Linked DNA regions of Oryctolagus cuniculus: region 2 is linked to region 1. A link is a contact called in public Micro-C data. All regions are on one chromosome and are shown on one strand. The core of a region is the stretch at or near the end of the contact, and the rest is flanking DNA. Distances in the headings are between cores, read along the strand shown.

Region 1 (5,363 bases), core at 1,336-3,835:
AGCAGGCACGGCCAATACTCAACACGGGGCTGCCACGGAAGGCTGGGATAAGCGCATTCCCAGACTTATTTGACCATGGAATTCTCTTTACTGCAGAATGATCCTTGGAACATCATGCTTTGCACCCACAGAGAGGCAGCACTGCATCCTTCGACGCCTCTATTTCCTTATCTGTGAAAAGGGAATGAAATAGGACCTTGAAGATCCTCATGTCTGAGAGGGGAATGAGATCAATGCATGTACACTACTCGGAACAGCATGTGGCACCCGTGTTACCAGTGCCTGAATTCAAACCCTGGCTCCTGATTAGCTGTGTGTGGTACTGAACCCTGTCACTCAGGCTCTCAGTCTCAGCTTCCTGACCTGCAAAACGGGGCAACTTCCAACATTTTTGAGGATTCCATGCCATATTGCCTGTAGGTTGCTCAGAAGCTAAGTTGCTTTTGACAAAAAAAAAAAAAAAATTGCTTTTGACAGAAGCTAAATGTTCAAAAACCCCTGGCTAACAAAAGCATTGTGGGGTGTGTGGAAGGGGGGCTGGCCCCTGTTTTCAGTGACTTCTCAAACTCCATAGACTGGAGCCCGTGGACTGTGCTCCGGGACTGTGAGCACCCCCACCCACCAGTTCTGGAATTAACTACCATCCTCCCACGCAGCCATTTACACATCTCACATTTAAGTTGGAAAAATAAAATCATAAAATCACCTTCAAAGACCTGATTTCTCAACCACAAAAGGATGCGTTTTCAGAACAGCAAAGCTGATTTCGTTCAGATTAAAATTACAAAAGATCTCTGCAGATTTACCATATGCCATTACTTTTTTTTTTTTTTTAAGATCTGAGCATTTTGGGTAACTAAGGGAAAGGGATCAGGACTTCCGTGAAAGCAGTAAAGCTGTAGCAGACTTCGATGGAACAGGCACCCACCGACAGCCTGTGTGCTGACTTCACTTCTAACCTCATTCCTCTCACCCAGTAACGAAGATGCCAGGAAGGTCTTGATGAATGGAGCAATGTTAAGAGGCCCATGGACTACCGCTTCTACCCCTATATTTTTGGGTGTTGATCCCTCTTCTTAAGTCTGCTCAAATCTAAACAGAGCAATGCCAAAGCTAATTGGAAAAGGGCAACGCTGGGGTAAGCCATTTGAAAATTTCCATAGCCAGCTATTTTTTGCCAGACTTTCCACTCAGTTCAAATGTAAGCAATGACTTGATCACATGTTCCAGAGTTCTTAAAGCATCATTTGAAAGAATCAAGAAGAAAGAAACCTATACGCAGGCTTAGAAGCAGGCCAAGCACCGTGTGTGCAGGGTACCCCTGCAGCCCTGTTTCCTATTTATTTTGAACAAGGTGCAGTCTGGTAACATTTTTTTCTGTTCTATTTTTAATGGCTATAAAGTTTCTATCACATTCAGTAATTATCTTTCATCTCGAAAGGAGAAAGGAAACTCCATAATAAGAACTACACGAAGCCTTGAGTGTACAGGTGCCAGGAAATATTGTTTTGTTTAGTGGAGACGAGATTGTAAAAACATGGCTCTGGAAACGCCTGTTCTCAAGTTTATGCTCAAGTTTATTTATAGACTGCATGACATCCCCTCCTAAGCTCCTTATTTAATCACTAACAGAAACATTATTTCGAAAGGGAATTAGGGTGGTGAAAATCCGTTCTCAGTTGCTCTATTCTCTGGAGCTGTCCCATTTTTTTTTTTTTCTGACTATTATCAGCTACAGCTACCCAGAGCTGGGAGGGAGGGTAGGGTTGGGGAGGGTTGGGGTAGGGTAGGGGGGAAAAGCTGGGAGATAATTTAAGCCACAACAAACAAAAACGTTTTCAATTTCTCCAGGAGCAAGCTGCACTGTATCCAGTAGGGGACTGGAAGGGATATCAAAGAGAATGTATTGTCTGGTGACCACCCCTAGTTATGAAGTGAAAGCTGAGAGAAAGACTTAGCTGCAGTTACAAGATCTGGCGTCAACTTGTTTGAGAGACAGATTGAGATTTCACTCATGTTCTGCGTTGGGACCACTTTGACAATGAGTCGTTGGTTCATTATTGTGTTTTTAGAGAAGTCTTACTGAGCCATTATGCCAGGTTATTGTGATTAGGATCACAATCTCCATCCCATAGAGGTAAGATAAAAGCAGCCACCACACACACCGTTCACGAAGGAGTCACTACACATTACTGTTTCCACTTGGAAAGAATGCCCATCAACCCCACTAAGATGCCCTTCCCCCAAAGGAAATCTAAAACCACAAAATACTGTCTTTGACCTCTATCAAAGTTTCTATAAATAAGTATTCATCAGAGACTCCTTCACCACATGTGGAGAGCTCCTTAAATAAACAAAGGTAGCCATCAATATGAATTGTTCAAATCTCAATGTTCCAAGCCTACATTCTCCCTGAGAAGTAAAGCCAACGAGGGCTTCTCCCAGACAGAACATGGACATCAGTCGGTTTGACACTAGTCGTTAACAGTGGGAAAGAGTCACAGCTCCGCTGGCTAAGTAAAAGGAATCACCTTTCCTGAAAGAGACGGAGCGGGACGGGGAGGAAGAGGTTGGATGCATTTCGCAAAGATCAACTTCCCTGAATAAAGCAGCCGGGCTGGGCATCTCTTTGTTCCCGATACAGGCGAGATTCCAAGATGGCCCACGGTGGCCAGCCCAGGAGCAGACCAGCCCAGCCAGGCTGCACCACTCTGCACACAGGAACCCTGATGGCAAGTCTCTGAGTCTGACTCTGAGTCAACAGACTCAGAGTCTGGCTGGGTGGCGACACCCCACACAAAATCTCTTTGTTATCCGACTCAGTGAGTGGCTTTCTCAGCTTTCTTTCTCATTACCCGTTTAGAGAGGGATTATCCCAAGTTTTGCCTATTTAGTTGTTTTTGTTTTCTGGCTTAACGTGCAATGTGTTACCTAATAAAGCTCACACCGTATTAAAAGTCTGCGTTGAGTGTGGTGCCGTTGGTGTGACTTTATTGGTGTTATTTTAAGTGTCTGTTCTCCGAATTCCCTTGGAATTTATGCTGCAAACTCCCAGGGATGCGAACGGACCTCCCACGCCTGCCGTCACACAGCGTGTGTGTTTTATTAGGAGGCACCCGCGCCCCGAGACGCTGTGCGGGCGGCTGGTTTGCATCCCGAACACTTGGGTCCTTGCACACACTTGTTTGAAAACGCCTCTTAAAATAGATGGCTTAGCCGGGCGGGCGAAAATTTCAGTGTAATCAGAGAGAATGTTTAGAGCACATTGTTTGGGGAGGAAAATGATGCTTTAATGCCACTTCCAAGTGGATAAATAAACACGGCATTTCGCCCTCCCCAGGGTCACGGGCAAGCTGGATTTAGTGCTGTTAATAAAACAAAGGAGAGACCCAGGTCCTCAGTCAGGAGTGAGACGAAAACATCAAATACTTAACCGTTCAGCCAGTGCACAGGGGCCTTTAACTAACAACAGACATTACAACCACCACTTCACAGGCCTGGGAGAGGGGTGATAAGGCTAACATCGATTGGAAAAGTCTCCTAGTGAGGTCTGCACTGTGCCTGTGAAGAGAAAGCTTTCTCTTCGTCAAGAAAAGTTGTCACCCCCATTTCTTAAAAATACAACTTACAGTACCCTCTGGCTGTGCCAGCTTCCTCCCCTCCGTAACTTATGGGCTGTTTGTTTGGTATCGTTGCCATCTTCCTACACCCTAGTTTTGTTCCATGTGCTCTGTTTGCAAAAAAAGAAAACAACAACAACAACAACAACAACAAAAAGGAAATTCACCCTCAAACCTGACAGGTGTGCAACAATCGCCTCCCAGCAGTTCTGAACAAGAAGCTGAACGTCGTTGGAAACGGGGGTGTAATTTGTCCGAGTTTTTTATTTATTCTCCTTTGTTTTTCTTAATCCAGTATTGGAAAATCATGGGTCCTGATGAAATCGCAGATGAGAAAATAGGGGCCGGTTAGGTTTCCCAAACTTGGATTTCTTCAGAAAGCATCAACAGAACAGGGTGCGGATCACTGGTGGGCTGGTGCCACCGTGTGGGCCTCTGCAGAATGGCAGCAGGAGTTCTATACAGGATCACACATTTTCAGCCATGCATTCACCTTCAGAAAAACCCTGTTGTGTCCACTCAAGGCTCCTAAGAACACTCAGTGGTGCGTCACTCTTTCCCAGGAGCAGGCCTCATCCCGAAAAGGAAAGAGTCATCCCACAGTGGAGGCGAGGCTTCTCCAGACGCCTGGGAAATGCATGAGCACACTGGGACACTGAATGCCAGCATTTTAAGTATGGTCTGTGCACACGTGTGTGTCTGAGGACACTAGAATTGCTTGTCTGTAAACCGAGGGTCATGACAGTGTCCATATCACAGGGCGCCTGGAGAGCAGGATGAGATCACACCTGGGGAGGCTTAGCACCGCCTGGCGTGGGGCAGCCATCCATGACGGGAGAGATCGCTACAGCCGGGCCTATTTCACTTGTTTCCCAACACACAAGTTAATATCCACAAGGCTGGCAAAGCCCTCGAGAAGTGTTTGAGACCCCCAGAAAGAATGAAAAAGGAGGATGAGCCATGGTCCCCTCATCTGGTTCCCCACTTCTATGGTCTGCCTTGGTCTTCCCCACTGCCTCATGTCCATCACCTCTGCCCACCGACCCCCACGGGGTCTGCTGCCGTGTTCAGCCCTATTCACCCCCTTAAATCATCCCCTTGGTCCATGTGTTCCACCTCTCTTAGCTTATTTTTGAAAGGTTTATTGATTTATTCACTCAAAAGGCAGAGTGATAGAAAGGGGTGCTACAGAGAGAGGGAGAGATCTTTCATCTGCAAGTTCACTCCCAAACGACCACTACAGCAGCAGGTGCCTGGCCAGGCTGAAACCAGGAGCCAGGAGCTCCATCCAGGTCTCCCACATGGGTGGCAGGGACTCAGGCACTTGGGCCATCTCCTACTGCTTCCCAGGCATGTTAGCAGGGAGCCGGCTCAGAAGCAGAGCAGCAGGGACAAGAACCAGGCACTGTGGGATAGAATGTGGGCATCCCCGGTGGCAGCTTCACCCGCTGCTTCACAATGCCCACCCCTCTCTGTGCTTATCTCAGCCTCACCCTTGTGGGGGCTTAGGTTCTCCATTTCCTGAGTTCATCTCCTTCTCTCTTTCCTGCCCCCATTCACTCACACCTGGAAAGCGTGACCACTGGCAGCCCATCCTTGATGGTAAAACCCCTGGAGAGCAGGCGCAAGGCGCACCTAGAACGGTGGCAAGACATTTGACTTTACGATGTCAGTTTCCACCACGAAGATGCAGGATACCACACACAGCCATGCCAACAAGACGGTCTGCCAATCAGTTGACCC
Region 2 (5,024 bases), core at 2,342-4,841, 400 kb before region 1:
ATTGACGTTTTTAAAACCTAACGTCCAATCAAAGCCATCCATGCAAATCAAGGAAGGAGTCACATTACCAAGGGCCGAGGAGTCTGGAGTTCGCCCCCACGTGCCCAGTGGTGGGCATTGCAGACGTGTGCTCCCTCTTTTGATGAAATGTGCTCCCTCTTTTGATGAAATGCCACAAACGGAGCTCTCCCAAAGTTTTATGACTGGAATATGTTATCTTTTTTTTTTTTTTTAAAGAATCACTTCATATACGATAGTTCGTATGTTAATCTATATAAATGTGGACTTTAAAACACGCAGTTGCATTTTTACTTCTCAGCAGTATAGGGACTCGCCGTCTGTAGCCCTCAGAGGAGGGGCTGTGCTGCTCCTCGGGTTCACGCGGACCCCACGCACGGCGCCTTTCCCCGCGCCCCACTCGGCGCCGACGGTCGGGAACGGCGGCCGCGGCCGCCACGTTCCGCGGGACGCCGCCAGGGGGCGGAGGGGCGCCCGCGCCTTGCCCGTCGCGCGCCCGCCCGCCCGGGGGCCGCGAGTAACTGAGGAACCGGGAAAAGCAGACAGTTTACAGAACCAAACGGAGCGCGGATGCCTGGCCCGACAATAAGCGTTTAGGGGGTCGCTTCGGCGCGCCAGCAGCCCCCTGAGGGGAGTCCTCCCTGGACGCCGGGCGGCGTCCGCAAGATGGTTTCCTCAGAGCGCGGCCGGCCGCGGCCTCAGGCGTCCCCTGCGGGGCCCACGACCGGGGCAGCGAGGGGCCTTCCCGGCAGCGCGGCGGGCCACGGCCCTGGCCCCGCACGGCTCTGTTGGGGGCGCATCGGGGGCCCCGACTGCACGTGGGCAGGGCGGTCTGCCTTCCCCGGCCCCCCGCACCAGCGCACCCGGGGCGCGGGGGTCGCCGCGGGGAGCTGCGGGACGGGACACGCACGCCCTCCGCGCGAGGCTCGATCCCGCCTCGGGGAGCTTCGCGTTCTCGTCTTTTCCGCCGACTCCCGCACGCACACCTGCGCGCCCCGAGCCTGTACTCGACCGCATTCCGCTTTCAAAAGCAGACGTGCGGTGGGTGGGCGTGTTTGTTGCTTAAACATCTTCAGAACGGGACCATTAAGCCCTCACCCTACGAAAGGAAGCAGCAGGTCGGGGGGCTGCCGCCTGTGCCTTGTCGGGGCCGGGGCCGGGGCCACCGCCGAGCCTGCGGCTTCGTTTCCGGCCCGGCCCCGGTTCCCCGCGGTTCCCCGTCGCCACTTCGGGTTTGCCGGGTCAGGCTGAAAGCGCACGTTCCGTTAGGTTCCCGCGGCCGGCCGGGGCCCGGGCCGCTGGGCCTGCAGGGCGCGCCCGTTTCCCTTCAGGGGTCAGGAGGCCCGGCCTTTGAAGGGGGGACCCGAAGCTTTCGGAGCCCAGCCTCGCTGTCTCCGTGTCTGTTTTGTGCACCGCGGAAAAGGCAGCAAAATGCGTTTAAACGGGGACCGGGAGGCGGCGGCCGCGCGCCCCTCACCGCCGTGACCCCCTAACGGCGGGCCCAGGCCCCCGCGTTGGGGCTGGACGCCGAGGCCTGAAGACGGCGCGGCCGTCCCCGGCTCCCCCCAAACCCACCCCCCACAAGACCGCTGGCAGAAGGTGGGACACACGAGGGGAAGTCGAGGCCCGGCGCCCCCGCCCCGCGCCCGCCCGGCCGGCTCCCTTTTCGGGGCCTCTTCCGGGCAGAGCCCGGGGACTGGGTTTCCCCGGGAGAGGTGGTTTCGCCGCAGTCCGGCGGCGCAGCCGTAAATCAGCCTCCCGGAGGCCCGGGGCGGGGGCGTCGGGGGCTCGGGGCCCGGCCACCCCCGGGCCCGCAGTCGCAGCTGGGCGGCCGCCTCCGGTGAGGCGGCGGGGGTTCCACCCATCAATCAAGCGGCCCGCCGCCTCCCAGCAGCCGCGGGCGCCGCCCGCGGGGCCTGCTTTGTGTCTCGGCCGCCCTCGCGCCCGGGGCCTGGGAAGCCGGGTCGCGGCGCTCCGGGGACCCGGGGGCGGCGGCGCGTTCCCACGCGGGGCCGCCCCCAGCCCGTGACGGGGTTGACTGGGGCCGGGGACGCTGTTCGCAAGGGGATCTGTTCTTTGCGTCTGGCAACCCCGGGGCCAGCTCCTCGGTCTTGCCGCACGGTGCGGGCCCCCGAGCCCTGTCACCCCGGGCTGGGACGGTTCGGCCATGAGCACGCGGGAGTACCCGGGCTCGTCGCGCCACTTCAGAGCCTCAGTTTCTCCTGGGTACAGCGAGGAGCTGGTTCGGGATTCACGCATCTCGTGTCCGGCTCTAAAAAGTTTCTGTTTTTGCGTGGAGAAGCCTGAGCCCTCGCGGCCGGACTTGTTTGTGGACGTCCCCTTCCCTCTCACTTTGACCCTCGTCTGTCCAGTGCCTGCCCGCACGCCACTGGGCCCCCGCGCGCCCGCGCGAGCCACTCGGCCCGCAGGGGCCTGGACTCCCTGAACTTCGGAGGAGCCGAGACCAGGCCGTGCTTGGGCCGGAGGGACCACCAGGGGGCGCTCGTGCCTCAGGATAGAGCCGCGAAGTCCGGGGTCTCACCTCGGCCCTGCTGCCTCTGCCTGCTTTGCGCGGGTTGTAAGCGATGTAGACGGATTTTTTTTTTTTTTAAAGTATGCGCATTTGCTTATTAGGGCCCAGGTAGCTGGATGAAGCCTGGGGTTGGGGGGAAGAAAGCACAAAGCGCTCCGGAAGAGCAGGCCGGCCGGGACATCCAGCGGACCCAATGGCCAAAGTGCAAAATGGGGCGAAGGGGCAGACGTTTAAATGCGAGACTGGGGATCAAAACCCGGCCCTGTAGACGGGGCTCCGCGGCCGCGGGGGAAAGCAGGGCCGCGGGACACGGCCACGGCGGGGGGGGGGGCGCCCTCGTGTTTCTGCAGACTGTGGATTCACTCTGGGGTGGAGGTGCAGACGCCTCCCCCCCTGCCCGCCCGCGCTCCGGGTCTGCCCGCGGCTGGAGCTGTCAGCGAGTGTCCGCAAGCGCAGAAATGGCACCTTTACTTTGCTGGGCGCATGGAGGGATGATGGCTGTAATGAAGCATTAAAAAAAAAAAAACAACCAAATTCTCTTTCAAATGTGACTCTTCCCCGCGTGTGCTGCCCGTCCCCTCCTCCCCAAAACTAAGTGCGTTCTGTTCTCACGGTGTCGCCCTTTGCAGCATCCCTCAGTGGCGTGGTGATTTGGGGGTGTATTACAGGGCTTCCCAAATCCCGTCTGCATCCTGAGAACCTTAAACCCAACCAAATCACCACCGTTGTTCTGGTTTCTTGTTGTCATACATAAGCCGCGCCCAGAACTTTCAGAGCACACGCGAAGCGGAGGCGGCGTGGGGGTTTTGGAGTCTTGTCTGTGCAGAAAAGCTTGAAGCTGCTCCGCTGTGATGAGAAAGATTTTTATCTTTACGGAGAGATCGCATTTACCGAGGTTGCTGAAATGACAGAGGAGCCTAGCAACGATGATTAAGATAGGAAAACTGCTCTGAAAACAGGGCGTGCCTCAGCCACCTTAGCCGGCATACCCCGGAGTTAGGGACTCGGAGCCGCCCGATGAGGCCTGAGCCCGTAACCGCAGGATCTGTGGCCTCCCTGCTCTTTTACAAAAGTTGCTCCTGAGGCTCCTGCGTGGCAAAAAGCTATCCCCGGCCGCTCCTGGCGGGGATAAGGGATCTGTTTTTGCCTGCTGCCTGCTGCAGAGCGGGGAGGCGGTGCTCAGCAGGGCTGGGGTGGCGGCAGGGCTGGAGAAGAGCCTCTGGCTAGAGGGCCGAGCCCACGAGTCTCCACATCACGCGGCCCTGAGTCATGGCCTGGAGCCACGCTGCGGCTTCGAGCTCGGCTTGGCAGCCAGGGCAGTCGGCCTGGTGAAGAGCGGCCGTTTCCAGCCTGCCCACGCCAGGGGGCTTGGAGGGCTGGCCCAGGACCAGCCACTCGCAGGAAGTCCCTCTCATGCGGCCCTGGGGGAGCGGGGGATGTTCCAGGTCGCCCCAAGTGGAGGCTGGCTCGGAGGCCGGTGCTGGGAGTGGGGTGAGGTCTGAGCCAGGCGGGCTGCGTCGGTCTGCGTCGGTCTGCGGAAAGGCACGGTGGCCTTCCCGAGGGGCGCTGTGGGTGCTCTCGTCCCCGCACTGGTCTGGAAGTTCGGGAGCGCCCTGGCAGTTGCTGCATGCTACAACCTGGGGCGAGGGCAGGACAACACGTTTCGTCGTTGATGCGGCTCACAGCAGCATCCTGTGTATATCAGTGTATTTTGCTAAAAGCTGGGAGAGGGAGGATTGAATCAGAACCCGCAGTCGTGTGTTTAGGGTGCTGTGTCCCACCCGGGCTGTAAGATCAGCCACACAGGCAACTGCACACTTCTAGGAGCAAAAAGAAATAGGTAGTAGCATTACTTTAAGAATTCTTTTTATGTAATGCAATATAAACTTTTTTCTGATTCCCATATCTTCATTATCTGATGCGCATGTGACCCTCCCAGCACATATGAATTTGGGGCAATCACATTTGCAAGCCTAAGAAGCCCCAGGGGCCAGAGCAGAGGGCTACACAGAGCTGTTCTGGGTGGCACCAGCTCCAAACAGGTGCACGCACCAGGTCAGCCACGTATCTCTCCCCACATTCCCCTTACGGTCAATAGAACTTGCAATTAGAGAGTGAGACCAAGAGATCTTCCTGCTGATCTGCTCCTCAAATGTCTACAACAGCCCATCCAGGAGCTGGGAGCCGGGAACTCAGCCCAGGTCTTGTGTGTGAGTGTTAGGAAGTCAGCTCTGAGCCATTACCTGCTGCCTCCGAGGTGTGCATTAGTTAGGATGCCGGAGTCAGGAATCCCAGCACTCTGCTATGGGACAGGGCAGTCCTGACCGTTAGGCCAAGCACCCGCCCGGAAGTTTGAAGTATCAGAGGAAAGGCTGAGGAAAACTAGTTGTAAAATAGAAATATATTCTTAACAGAGTCATCTTAGCTCTGAAGAGAAGGGGGCCTGGGGCAGGAATTTCATCGCTGGCATGGG

What was found. A called contact is a pair of places that touch in the nucleus more often than the background predicts.
Region 2: a Micro-C map of ear pinna shows a contact between it and region 1, with 19 times the contacts expected there. The contact joins two enhancer-like sites. A contact is called at or near these places in 4 of 6 Hi-C or Micro-C datasets (ear pinna, psoas muscle, skin fibroblasts and 1 more).

Annotation. Positions count from the first base shown.
Region 1 is chr16:17,205,928-17,211,290 of mOryCun1.1, reverse strand. No RefSeq gene overlaps it. Among named protein-coding and RNA genes, the nearest start is that of NPVF, 210 kb to the right of the region's middle. Within about 2 kb of position 2,585, at least 1 of the 8 cell types and tissues checked has an H3K27ac peak or open chromatin away from gene starts, as enhancers often do. A contact at or near this core is called in ear pinna, where this site is marked.
Region 2 is chr16:17,611,093-17,616,116 of mOryCun1.1, reverse strand. No RefSeq gene overlaps it. Among named protein-coding and RNA genes, the nearest start is that of MIR148A, 87 kb to the left of the region's middle. Within about 2 kb of position 3,591, at least 3 of the 8 cell types and tissues checked have an H3K27ac peak or open chromatin away from gene starts, as enhancers often do. A contact at or near this core is called in ear pinna, where this site is marked.